Linked DNA regions of Mus musculus: region 1 is linked to region 2. A link is a contact called in public Hi-C data. All regions are on one chromosome and are shown on one strand. The core of a region is the stretch at or near the end of the contact, and the rest is flanking DNA. Distances in the headings are between cores, read along the strand shown.

Region 1 (6,584 bases), core at 727-3,226, 41 kb before region 2:
GGCCTACCATCCAGGAGTGCAGAACCTCAGCACCACTGCAGACTACTGGTGTGGAAGTCTATTTTACACGTGAGGTAGGTTGGCTTCTTTGCTTTTAGAACGGAGGAAACTGAGTGTCAGAGACTGTTGTTCATCCAGGAACACCCAGTAGGCACCATGGGCAGAGAGTGCATCCGCACACACCAGGCCATGTTACCCACCTGGGCCCGGCGGACGTTAAGAAAGCGGGAGCCACCCTGGTGGCAGCTCAAGTAACTATACAAATTGCCACGGGCTTCAAGGGCTGCCAAAGGCGCGACTTCGGATTTGGAGGCTCTGGGAGAACTCCAGAAATCCCAGTAGAAGGTTCTGTGCCACTAACTCCCCAGAAAGTTGCTCTGGGGCACCCCACAAGGTAGCCTTAAGCGGAGGGCTGGAGGTAGCACTGGGCGCGTGGTCCCGGACCGCAGAGTAGGGGGTCTCCTTGCTGCGCCTCTCGACGCTGCCACACGCGGGTGGGCAGCGCGCCACCCCGCCCCCGGCCCCGCCCCCTGCGCCCGCCCCGCCCCGCCGCGCGCCCTCCCGCCCGCCCGCGCGCCGGGGCCCGGAGCCGCCTCATTGGCTGCGCGCCGTCACCTGACGCTCTGTTATTTCCTGTGTGTTGGGAGAATGGAGAGAAAAAACCCGGAGCCGAGCCGCCTTCGGCCCCTGCGAGGCGGCCACGGCCTCAGCCGGGGGAGCCCTCCCTGAGGCGCGCCGGAGCGGGGAGTGAGCCAGCGAGCGCGCGGGCCGGAGCGAGCCTCTAGGGGCCGCGGCCCCGGCCCGCCCCGCCGTCGGCCTGGGCGTCCGCGCTGGAGGCGGTGGAGGCACCCCCACCCCCACCCCGCGCCGCGCCGCCGCCCCCTCCCCTCCCAGCGCCGGCGGAGGCCGAGGGACGGGCCGGGGGGCTCCTGCAGGTAACCGCCGCCCGGCCTGAGGAGAAAGGGCAGCCCGAGGGGCCGGGACCGGGCCGCGCCGCTCAGGCTGGCTGCTGGGAGCACAGGTCGTGGCCCGGCCCGCCCTGCAAGTGCTGAGCCTCGGGAGTCGCGGAGCGGGCTGAGGGGACCGGCGTGGGCTGCCGAGGGGTCAACGGCCAGGACCGGCGTCAGGGCAGAGCGGCCGGAGGCTCTGGGGCTGCGGGCGGAGATACCTGGTCGTTGCGGCCTGAGGTGCTGAGGGGTCCACGTTCTTGGCAGCCCCGCGGGGACCGGCGTTGCTGGCCTCTTGGCCGGGGGCTGGGGGCGAGGCACCCGTGAAGGGCCGGGCTTGGAGCGGGCCGGGGAGGGGCCGGCTGGGGCTGGCGGAGCAGCCGCGCGAACACCTGAGGCCATGTGGATGCGGCTGCCTGTCGCCTGCCGGCGGCCCAGAGCAGGTACCCGGCGGCGGGGCGCGAGCTAGGGGCGCAGGATGCACTTCCTGTGTGGGGCGCTCTCCCCTCCCCCGCCGCGGTGAGCAGGGCAGGGCGCAGGGTCCCGCGGAGTCCACGAAGGAGCTCTTTCTCGCGGGTAGGGGATGGGAAGGCGAGGCTCTGAGTCTCTCTTCCTCATTCTCACGGAAAAGTGGTGGCTTATAGAAGAGTTTGCTATCCGGCCTGCGGCGGGAGGTGGGATGTCTTGAGTGCGCCGGGATGGGAGTGGAATTTAGTGTGTGTGTGTGTGTGTGTGTTGGGGGGGGGCAGTGGAGCTGCGGATTCCTCCACGGTTTGTGGGTGCGGACACCAGTTTTGCTTGCCTGCCTGTATTCAACTCCTTTGGGGACGAATCAGAATTAGGGGTTTCTACCCGAGCTCTGCGTTCTCCCTCCAGAGATTAGATGACTCTGGTAAATGCTATAAAAATGGATGGAATTTTTGAGCTATTATCTAACAGGCTGATCTTTGAATGATAATTGGACCCTTATGTTAACAGCCTTAGTGAAGAGTTTTATAAAAGATTTTACATGGGGTGGCATTGGCAGCTGGGGAAACGGCACTAAATTCTGATCTAGGAGGCCTGGAATGCACTTCCAGCTTGGCCACCAAATAAACTGTAGCCCTGGGCAAGTTACCTACCCTCTCATGCCTCAATTACACTTCTGTTAAAGACTCCCTTGCAGGCCAGACATTTCGAAGGTTTATTTGAGTTTGGTTTGGTGGTTCTTCCACTCCGGTTTTGTGCTCGCTCTCATTTTGATCATAGGAACTTTACTGAGAGATGTAAGATGCGCCTCACTGGCTTGAGAAGTAACTTGGTCAGGGTAGTTTGTGCTCAATTCCCAGTGCTTTTCTGTGCTTCTGAAGAGAAAACGCACACTATTAATAGCAGTCTAGCTTATGTTGAATGCACATTATTATGCTTTTTTTTTTTCCTTTGTGATAAGAGTTTTCCGAAAAAGCACTGGCTAATTGGGAAATATGGATGCGATGATTGGGTCTGTTTTTGTTGGAAGCCCTTTCCACGTGGGGAAGGGATGCTATTTCAAGATCTTTTAGGTGACTCTTACTTGGCTAACTTCAAATTCCAATTTCAGTCTTGGAGTAGGGATAAAGTAGAATTAGCTATGCGATGTAGTAGGCTTGCAGAATTAATATCCACCTCAGGATGCAGTAAATGGTTTGCATCCCCGGTTTATTCCTAGTGGTAGCAGGGTACTTCCCTGGCAGATGCTGAAGAACCCGTTAGTTTTACTGATTTTCTGGTGTGTGAGGGCCCTGGGCCATATGCTTTTGAATGGTAAGTACTCTTAGACCAACTTGGATTTTGCTCTTGTTTGTGGAAGACTTTGTTTTGTTTTGTTTTTGTTTGTTTTTTTGTTTTTGCTCAATTCCCCATAAAATATAGCTCACTATGGTTTTTTTAGATCATTTTTTAAAAAATTTTGGTCTGTATAGCCTTAATGGTCTTTAAACGTGGATGGCAAAATGGGCTCATAATGTTTATCTTGTGTATGTGTTAAAAGAAGGTTTTCTTTTATATTAGTTAAAATCATGCCTGTCACATAAGGAGACACTTAAGATTATACATATGAGTTATTTGGAATTTTTTATTAGGACTTGAATTATGACCTCATGTTTACTGTATGATTTGAAAAAGTGCCAGTTACTTGAATTAGAAGCACCTCTCACACTCAAGTATGTATTATGCTTGTTTTATGGCTTATGAAAAAATTACTATAAAGCTTTACTGTGGTAGTTTGTGAGTGTGTATGTATGTACGTATGTATATGAGAGATCTTACATAGGTAAGATAGTAGGAGAATTGCCTTTATTAAGTTTTAACTTAGAGAGGAAAGGAAGCTAACATTTACGTTAAAAACAAAAACAATGTATGGACTTAGGCCAAAGAATTCTAAACTGTCCTAAAATGTCTACCCAGTGGACCTAAGAGTTCATTATTCCTTCTCCACAGAATACATAAGCTAGTGAGAGGTGGAGCTTGAATATAACTCTTCTCTCCTAGGTCCCAAAACTTGTTACCAGGTTCCTTTTAACTCAGGGCCTGCTCAAGGGGCAGATTAGTTAGTATGGGTGGCCCTAAAATACTTAGCTTTCTACTGTCATTCTGCTCTACTGGCTCTTTAAAACAAACAAACAAACAAACAAACAAACAACAGCACAACAAGCAATAACAACCAAACTGGTGAATATGAAATTTGGAGCTGGGTGAAATACTGGAAGGTGGTTTCTGTGACCCTTGGGAATTTTCTTAACTTTCAGTTTGTCCTTGCTTGGCCAGTTTTGCTGGTATGCCTAAGATTTAATTTGTAAGACGTTTCTCTTTCTTATCTACTTCTGCCATTTTGTCTTGAGCTGAAAACATAACCTGAAAGAGCAAGAGAAGTCATAAAAGGTTGTCTTTCTTGTTGCCTGTGTGACTGGTTTGCAAGTGTTCAGGAACCATGTCATGATTGCTTTCACTTTGGCCAAGTGAGACTTTTTTGACATAAATTTATGAAAAACAGAACTTGTCCCAGGATGCCTTAAGCATTACTCCCTCTTGGGGGAGTATTTTTAGTTTTAGGCCCTTGAAAGTCTTGTGGAGGTGATACTGGGGATTGAGAGCAGTCTCAATTGTGCTAGACAGGCAGGTATTCTGCTAGTGAACTATATATACACCCAAGCTTCCCAAGGAGCTTGTCATGACCATGGTACCCACAGTACAGAGGAAAAGAGTCTCATGGTGACAAAATTCAGAGTTTCCTATATTAGGGCCGTGCTTGCTTTGAGGTAATGCACAGGACTAGCAGGAAGATATGCTATGTAACAGGAGTTGTTGGTATAGCTGTGGCTTTATTTGGTGGTTCTTTATGGATTTAAGAACATAGAGCTGGCTGTGGTGGTATATGCTTTTAGTCCCAGTACTCTCAAAGGCAGGCAGGTCTCTATGACTTTGAGGCTAGCCTGGTCTACATAGTGTTCCAGTCTCAAAAACAAACAAACAAACAAACAAAAAAAACAAAAGAAACTCTCTCTGTAGGATTGGGACACTTGACTATTAACACAATATGGAGATGGTTTCTTTGTTTGTACATTGTATCCCTAAATGTTGATTAAAATCCTCTTGTATATGTCAGGCCATTTGCATTAATAGATGTTCATGGGCTACATTAAAAGGTAGAAGAAGTGGAAAGCAGACTATAAACAGTAAGTAAATAAGAATGTCATATAGTAATAGCAACAAAGAGAATAAAAAAATATAGGTGGATGTGTTGGTTCCTGCTTATAATCTGGGAACTCATGAGACAGAAGCAGGATTGTGAGTTTAAAGCCAGCTTGAGCTACATGAGCAAGTCTATCTGGAAAAGAAAGAAAAGAAGCTTAATATGATAATGACATAGAATGCTGCTTTAGATTGGTTTCAAAGATGGTCCCTGTTTTGTAGACATTTCTCTCAGCTGCGTGGACAGATTTAATCTTTAGGACAAGTAAAAAATGTTAAGTAATTTACTTTGGCCTTGAACATCTGGGAAAAAATACCGAGGGCCACTGCTAGGAAATGTTGTTCCCTTCTCATAGTCTGCTACCACCATTAAACATATGCTTTCTGTAACAAATGTGTTTTATCCCATACTTACAAAACAACACACAGAACCTGTTTCCCATTTATGTGGCCAGCCACAGTAGTAATCAAGGACATACCTGGAGAAGTAGTACCCTTGTTCATCTCAAGAGATCCTACTCCCCCACGCCCCCCCAACTTGGCTGGCTCATTCGCACTATATATATAGCTGAGGATACTCTGGTTTCTCTTCAGATTGTATTAATCTTTCGCCTTTTACTATATAGCTGAGGATGACCCTGAACCTCTGATCCTCCTACTTCCTCCTCCTAAGTTCTAGGATCAGACATGCACTACTACTGCAATTAAGAAGAATTCCTACTTTTTATTAGGCACAGTGAATATTTTTCAGGCTTCCTAAGTAATAGTTTTTACTTTTAGTCATAGAAGTGAAACCAGGGCTGAACTGAAACTGAGGTGTGGGGATAACATCAAAAGGCCTCATTGTAACTGAACTCTAAGGAAGCATTTCTCCATGTTATACATTGTGGACCAAGACACAATCAGGATAAGAAACCAGTTAGTGGGGTCTAAGAAGCCAACACTGTCTTTCTGAAAAGTAACAGTAACACAGTCTTTGTCCATACTGCTTCATATTGATAACAATGTTTCTTTTCTTACTCTCCCCTACCCCCTGGTTTCTCTATGTAGCCCTGGCTGTCCTGGAGCTCACTTTGTAGACCAGGCTGGCCTTGAACTCAGAAATCCACCTGCCTCTGCCTCCCAAGTGTGTGCCACCACCGCCTGGCACAATGTTTCTTCAGATTGGAATTTCATGGGGTTTTTCTGTTAGTGATGGAAATCTATATAGACTAGGCAGCCAGAACTCACAGAAATCCACCTGCCTCTTTCTCTTCATTGCTGGCATAACAGGCATGCATGACCATCAGACCCTGGTGAATTTTTAAAAATTGGGGAGTACATTATGTCATATGTATGTATATGTGTGTAGGTGCACATGTATATGTCTGTGCGGTGAACTTCAGTACTGAAGCCTTTTTATAAGGGTACTAGAGATCAGATTCATGTACTCATGTTTACATGTTAAGCACTTCGGCTGGCAAAGAGCAGGCCCCCACCTTTGACTGTCAGTGTAAATCACTTTCAGTTTTTTTTGAGCTGTAAAGTCATAGGGTTAAACTAGATTATTCCTTCTTAATCTAATTTGTAGTGTGTATTTGGTGTAGGTGCCTGTGGAGGCTAGTAGAGGGTGCTGAATCTCCTAGAGCTGGGGTGGCAGGTTGTGAGCTGCCTAATGTGGGTGTTGAGGAGCCAACTCAGGTCCTAGGGAAGAGCAGCAAGCACTCAACTGCTGAGCCAGCCATCTCTCCAGCCCCTAGTGCTTGGTTTTTTTGGGAGTTTTCTTCTGGCTCTAAAGTTCTGTAGTCATAGTTGAAAAGTGAAGCAAAAGGCAGTTTAGATACCAGTTAGTGAGCCTCCTAGCTAGGACGAGCTTGTCTGTACTGCATCACCCACTGCCAAAGCCTCTAACAGCTGCCCTTGCTTCTCAACATCCTTCCAGCTCAGTTC
Region 2 (5,791 bases), core at 2,631-5,130:
GTCCCCCACCCTCCCGGGGAGGGGCAGTTTGTATATACACAGGGAAGCCAGATAGTTGGCCATATTGGAAGTTGCTTAATATATAATTATTAGTAGTATTTGTAGCACATTCCATTAGTTTGGTAAAAATTTTTTACTGTTTGGTTTTATTAAGTGAAGTAAACCAACAAATTCTTTGCTGTAAGGATAACTTGTAGAGAAGATCACATACTTTAGCAACTCCTGGGATCCTGGGGCCCACATGACCTGGTAGGGTAGGAGGGCATTTCTGGACTCAAGGATGTTTCAGAGAAATACGAAGGGTAATGGCTCAGAGGCATTTTTGAACAAGATTGTTGGGTAGGAACAGCAGAAATAGGAAGATGCCATAGACTATCCATGACTGTGGCGAATGTGATATCACATTGTCAAAGTAGCAAGTGGAGGAATTTTTTTTTTTTGAGACAGGATTTCTCTGTGTAGCCCTGGCTGTCCTGGAACTCACTTTGTAGACCAGGCTGGCCTCGAACTCAGAAATCCTGTCTCTGCCTCCTGAGTGCTGGGATTAAAGGCGCACGACACCATGCCCAGCTCAGGAAATCTTATTCTATTGTTCCTGTGATCAATGCTGAAGCAGAGAACTCCTTGGGGACATTTTTCTATACCAGGAAGATGGAAGTGGCCATCTCAGAACCAGAGGATAGAACAAATAGAAAAGAACAGGGAACAGGGTTGTGATTGGACAGTGCATTGTAAGCAAAAAAAAAAACAACAACAAAAAAAACAAAACCAAAACATATATGTATATGAATTGTAATTTACTCTATAAAGTAGTAGTTCAGGGTAAGACACTGAGGTAGTCAGGAAAAGAACAGCATTCATTATTTTTGCTGTTGAAAATAAATTGAGGGCTGGAGAGATGGCTCAGTGGTTAAGAGCGATGACTGCTCTTCCGAAGGTCCTGAGTTCAGTTCCCAGCACCCACATGGTATCTCACAACTATCTGTAATGGGATCTGATGCCCTCTTCTGGTGTGTCTGAAGATGGCTACAGTGTATTCATATAAATAAAATAAATGAATATTTAAAAAAAATTCAGTCAGATGTGGTGGCTTACTTATAATCTCAGTACTCAAAATGCTGAGGCAGGAGGATTGCTGTGAGTTTGAGGCCAGCCTGGGCATTACAATAGAGACCTTGTTCCCAGAAGTAAAAATAAATTGATTTTGTTAGAATAAATACATGTTGTCTTTGTAGAAACGAGTTCTTCTACAAATGGCACCACCTAGTATTATATTATTACATGGGAACCCTGGCTGTAATGGTTAATGAGTTCTGCTGACTGTACCACATTCTGGTTCATTGCCTATCTCCTGATTGCTACTCTTGAAATTAGTGTATTTCTTGCAGTGTTGCTATGTACTTTGTCTGACATCCCGTGTTTCTTTTTTAGTCCATGTTGTATACCATTTTGTATGAAATAAGTGTTTCTCACTCCTCAACTCATAATAGGGTACTCTGAAATTCTGAGAATGAGAGTACTTTATCTATCAATCAGTGTCCCAGTAGAAAACAAATAGCACATTAAAACTGGTAACTTGAGGTGCATTTAATTGCATTTCTAGTTTGTTCAGGAGAAGAGAAGCTTTGTATTCTATGAATAATTTGTATAAGGAATTTATTAAAACTTATTTGTAATACCAATAAGAATAAGGATTGGTTCAATATGGGAAGAACCGGGATTGGGAAAGCCTGTCAGGCTGTTGATGATCTGGTCATCATAGTACATATTCTTGGGAGTTTGTGGGGGAGCTGTTGGGAGTCTGTGTCAGCTGCAGTTGCCTCCAGGGAATATCAGCCTCTCTTTTTCTTCTTTCTAGTCTCTCTTTGTACACTTTAACCCCCTGTAGTACCACTCCCAGCCCCAGCTCCAGCTCCTGATCTGCTGAGCATGTAGAAAGGGATGTGGACAGCCATGCAGAAGGATAACCAAACTGGGAGATTAGCATCTTCTGGCCTGGTATTCATGGGGAGTTGTTAATACCTCCTGAGCTTAAGGGCAAGAAGTAATTTCCGAGCTCAGAGAAAATGGCTAAATGTTTAAATTGCCAAACATCTGACAGAGCTTGTTAGCAGAGTCTTTACCAGCCTCAAAAATTGCCTAGTCAGGGCCAGGAGAGTAAATTTTGTTCCCTACTTCCAAACTGGTCCAGAAGCCAGAGGATGGTAGAGCCTGTCTGTTTTCTCTGTGGAGCGGAGCCTAGAGGTCAGTTAGTATATCCTCACAGGGGGTCTAAATAGAATTATTAACTTGAGGACTGAAACTTTTTTGCTGTTGTTTAAACAGGAATGTATTCTGTCATTCTGGCAATAGATCAATAGCAATAGCTAAATCTACTTGGAAAGGTAGAAACTTTCTTGAAGATTCTTCAGGGGTCTTTGGGGGAGAAAAGATTGGGTTGGAGAGGGCTGGTGAGATGGCTCAGCGGGTAATTTCCAGCTGGGTTTCTCTTCTAGGCAAGAATTATTAATGAGCAACACAGCCTTATTCCTTGTCTTAATTGTTGTGGGTTTTGTACTAATGCATTAAACATTTTCCCAGAATCAAAACTCATGACCTGTTACTGTATCCTCTACCTGGAGTCATACTCTCCTGTAGTGTAACAGACAACACAAATAACCTAATGACAATGTCAGAAAGGTGGGACTACATCAGGTGGGGAATGGCAGGATTCTACTTCCATGGAGACATCCCAGCAGAAAGTTTTTTCCTGAGGCATCGAGGGTTCTTTAAAGAACTGGGTGCTGGGCTGGAGAGATAGCTCATCAGTTAAGAGCACTGACTGCTCTCCCAGAGGTCCTGAGTTCAATTCCCAACAACAACATAGTGGCTCACAACCATCTGTAATGGGATCTGACGCCCTCTTCTGGAGTGTCTGAAGACAGCTACAGTGTACTCATATTAAATCAATCAATCAATCAATCAATCTTAAAAAAAAACAAAACAAAACCAAAAACCGAATGCATTGGAGAGAATAATGCTCTTAGATGATGACAGAAAGACAACAAAAGTTAATACTAGTTTTCAATAAAAGTGAGGTCACCAGCTTTCCAAACCAGGCTGGAGAGAACAGTCCACAACTGGGACTGGAATGTGTAGACTCAAAGTCCTGGACCTTATAACTACTCTTTTGTGGTCTCTTGCTCTTGGTGGCTCTGAATTAGGTGGTCAAGAGAGGTACTTTGAAGACAATTTTATGTCAAGAAGCAGTCAGATCTGACTTATAGGTGACTACAGTATAAGGAATCCATAGTAATACCAAGTTGAGTGTCCCAGAGTCACTAGTCACCATAAGCAGGCGATTTTGAGGAACTAGCTTTGGTTCTCAGGATGGGTCTTTGTCTTGGAGTGATTGGAGTAGTCTTGGACACCTCCTGAAACAACTGCTCCGTCATTATCTGAGGCTCCTCAGCTTAAATTAAAAGAGCTTTTGTCACCCCACAGTAACTAAAGATTTATTTAAAAAATGTCTTTGTTTGTAATAACATTCCAATATTTACTCCAGTTGAATTTGTAAGACTCATTTATCTAATGAAGTTTTTAAAGACTATATTGAATGTGTTTGTGTATTCCTAGTATTTTCTTTGTTGTATTACAGATTCCTTCATTCTTTAGACCATTTATCTGCTTACTTGCATTATTAGAAATTGATAGAAAAAGGAGATGGAATTTAAGCAATCAGCTTTATCTGGTCACTGAGTTATTTATCTAGGCTTGATCTTTGTGTCAAGCAGATGCATGTCTCATGCTTTTTCTTTTTTTCCCTTTCTAGGAGGGCTGCTGGCCTGCTGCTGTGCTGCTGAACAGTATGCAGTCGTTTCGGGAGCAAAGCAGTTACCACGGAAACCAGCAGAGCTACCCACAGGAGGTGCACAGCTCATCCCGCATAGAAGAGTTCAGCCCTCGCCAGGCCCAGATGTTCCAGAATTTTGGGGGAGCAGGTGGTGGTAGTAGTGGCACTGGCAGCAGCAGTAGCGGTCGACGAGGAACAGCTGCTGCAGCGGCAGCAATGGCTAGTGAGACCTCTGGCCATCAAGGCTATCAGGGTTTCAGGAAAGAAGCTGGAGATTTTTACTACATGGCAGGCAACAAAGACACAGTGGCAGCAGGAACCCCACAGCCTCCTCAGCGAAGGCCTTCTGGGCCTGTACAGAGCTATGGACCTCCCCAGGGGAGCAGCTTTGGCAATCAGTATGCGAGTGAGGGTCATGTGAGCCAATTTCAAGCACAGCACTCTGCCCTTGGTGGTGTGTCTCATTATCAGCAGGATTACACAGGGCCTTTCTCTCCTGGGAGTGCTCAGTATCAACAGCAGGCCTCTAGCCAACAACAGCAGCAGCAGCAGCAGCAGCAACAGCAGCAGCAGCAGCAACAGCAGCAGCAAGTACAGCAGTTGAGACAACAGCTTTACCAATCCCATCAGCCTCTGCCACAAACCACTGGACAGCCAGCCTCTGGCTCATCGCATCTACAACCAATGCAGCGGCCCTCAACTCTGCCATCTTCTGCTGGTTATCAGTTAAGAGTAGGTCAGTTTGGACAGCACTACCAGTCTTCTGCTTCCTCCTCTTCCTCCTCCTCCTTCCCTTCTCCACAGCGTTTCAGTCAGTCTGGACAAAGCTATGATGGCAGTTACAGTGTGAATGCTGGATCTCAGTATGAAGGGCATAATGTGGGTTCTAATGCACAGGCTTATGGAACACAATCAAATTATAGCTATCAACCTCAGTCTATGAAAAATTTTGAACAGGCAAAGATTCCACCAGGAAACCAGCAGGGGCAGCAGCAGCAACAGCAGCAACCACAACCTCAGCAACAGCAGCCGCAGCAACAGCAGCAACAGCAGCAGCAGCAGCAACATCCTCCCCAGCATGTGATGCAGTACACAAATGCTGCCACCAAGATGCCTCTGCAAAGCCAGGTTGGGCAGTACAACCAGCCTGAGGTTCCTGTAAGGTCTCCCATGCAGTTCCACCAGAATTTCAGCCCTATTTCTAACCCTTCTCCAGCTGCTTCTGTGGTTCAGTCTCCAAGCTGTAGCTCTACACCTTCTCCTCTCATGCAGAGTGGTGAGAATCTCCAGTGTGGGCAAGGCAATGTGCCCATGAGTTCCAGAAACCGAATTTTACAGCTAATGCCCCAGCTCAGTCCAACTCCATCAATGATGCCCAGTCCTAACTCTCATGCTGCAGGATTCAAAGGATTTGGATTAGAAGGGGTGCCGGAAAAGCGGCTGACTGATCCTGGGTTGAGTAGTTTGAGTGCTTTGAGTAGTCAAGTGGCCAATCTTCCTAATACTGTCCAGCACATGTTACTTTCTGATGCTTTGACACCTCAGAAGAAGACGTCTAAGAGGCCCTCATCATCATCTAAGAAAGCAGATAGCTGTACAAACTCAGAAGGCTCCTCACAGCCTGAAGAACAACTAAAGTCCCCTATGGCTGAGTCATTGGATGGAGGTTGCTCTAGTAGTTCAGAAGATCAAGGTGAGAGGGTGAGGCAACTGAGTGGCCAGAGCACTAGCTCTGACACCACCTATAAGTGTGGCGCTTCAGAGAAAGCTGGCTCCTCACCAACACAAGGTGCTCAGAATGAGGCCCCTAGGCTCAGTACCAGTCCTGCAACTAGGGACGAAGCTGCCTCTCCAGGTGCTAAGGACACATCACTGTCATCTGAGGGGAACACAAAAGTCAATGAGAAGACAGTTGGGGTGATTGTCTCCCGAGAAGCCATGACAGGTCGGGTAGAAAAA

Evidence for each region. Hi-C and Micro-C count contacts between places; a contact is called where the count stands out from the background.
Region 1: a Hi-C map of cerebral cortex shows a contact between it and region 2, with 2.0 times the contacts expected there. The contact joins the promoter of Tbrg3 here to the enhancer-like site in region 2. A contact is called at or near these places in 1 of 15 datasets of contacts at CTCF or cohesin (the NIH/3T3 cell line), 10 of 484 Hi-C or Micro-C datasets (the AML12 cell line, CD4 T cells, Th1 cells and 7 more), 7 of 115 datasets of contacts at active chromatin or transcription factors (the HPC-7 cell line, the SCID.adh cell line, cardiomyocytes and 3 more) and 3 of 9 other capture datasets (adipose tissue, liver and pancreatic islet).

What each region holds. Positions count from the first base shown.
Region 1 is chr15:82,893,853-82,900,436 of GRCm38.p6, reverse strand. Tbrg3 (transforming growth factor beta regulated gene 3) reads left to right here and starts at 1,976. Exons shown (of 1, transcript NR_027799.1): 1 at 1,976-6,584. The region is part of intron 1 of Tcf20 (transcription factor 20); the gene reads left to right. It overlaps Gm20324 (predicted gene, 20324), which reads right to left and starts at 1,357. Exons shown (of 4, transcript NR_045068.1): 1 at 1,169-1,357.
Region 2 is chr15:82,855,305-82,861,095 of GRCm38.p6, reverse strand. Tcf20 (transcription factor 20) reads left to right here. Exons shown (of 5, transcript NM_013836.3): 2 at 3,812-5,791. The coding sequence starts at 3,848. Among named protein-coding and RNA genes, the nearest start is that of Tbrg3, 40 kb to the left of the region's middle. Within about 2 kb of position 3,880, at least 49 of the 459 cell types and tissues checked have an H3K27ac peak or open chromatin away from gene starts, as enhancers often do. A contact at or near this core is called in cerebral cortex, where this site is marked.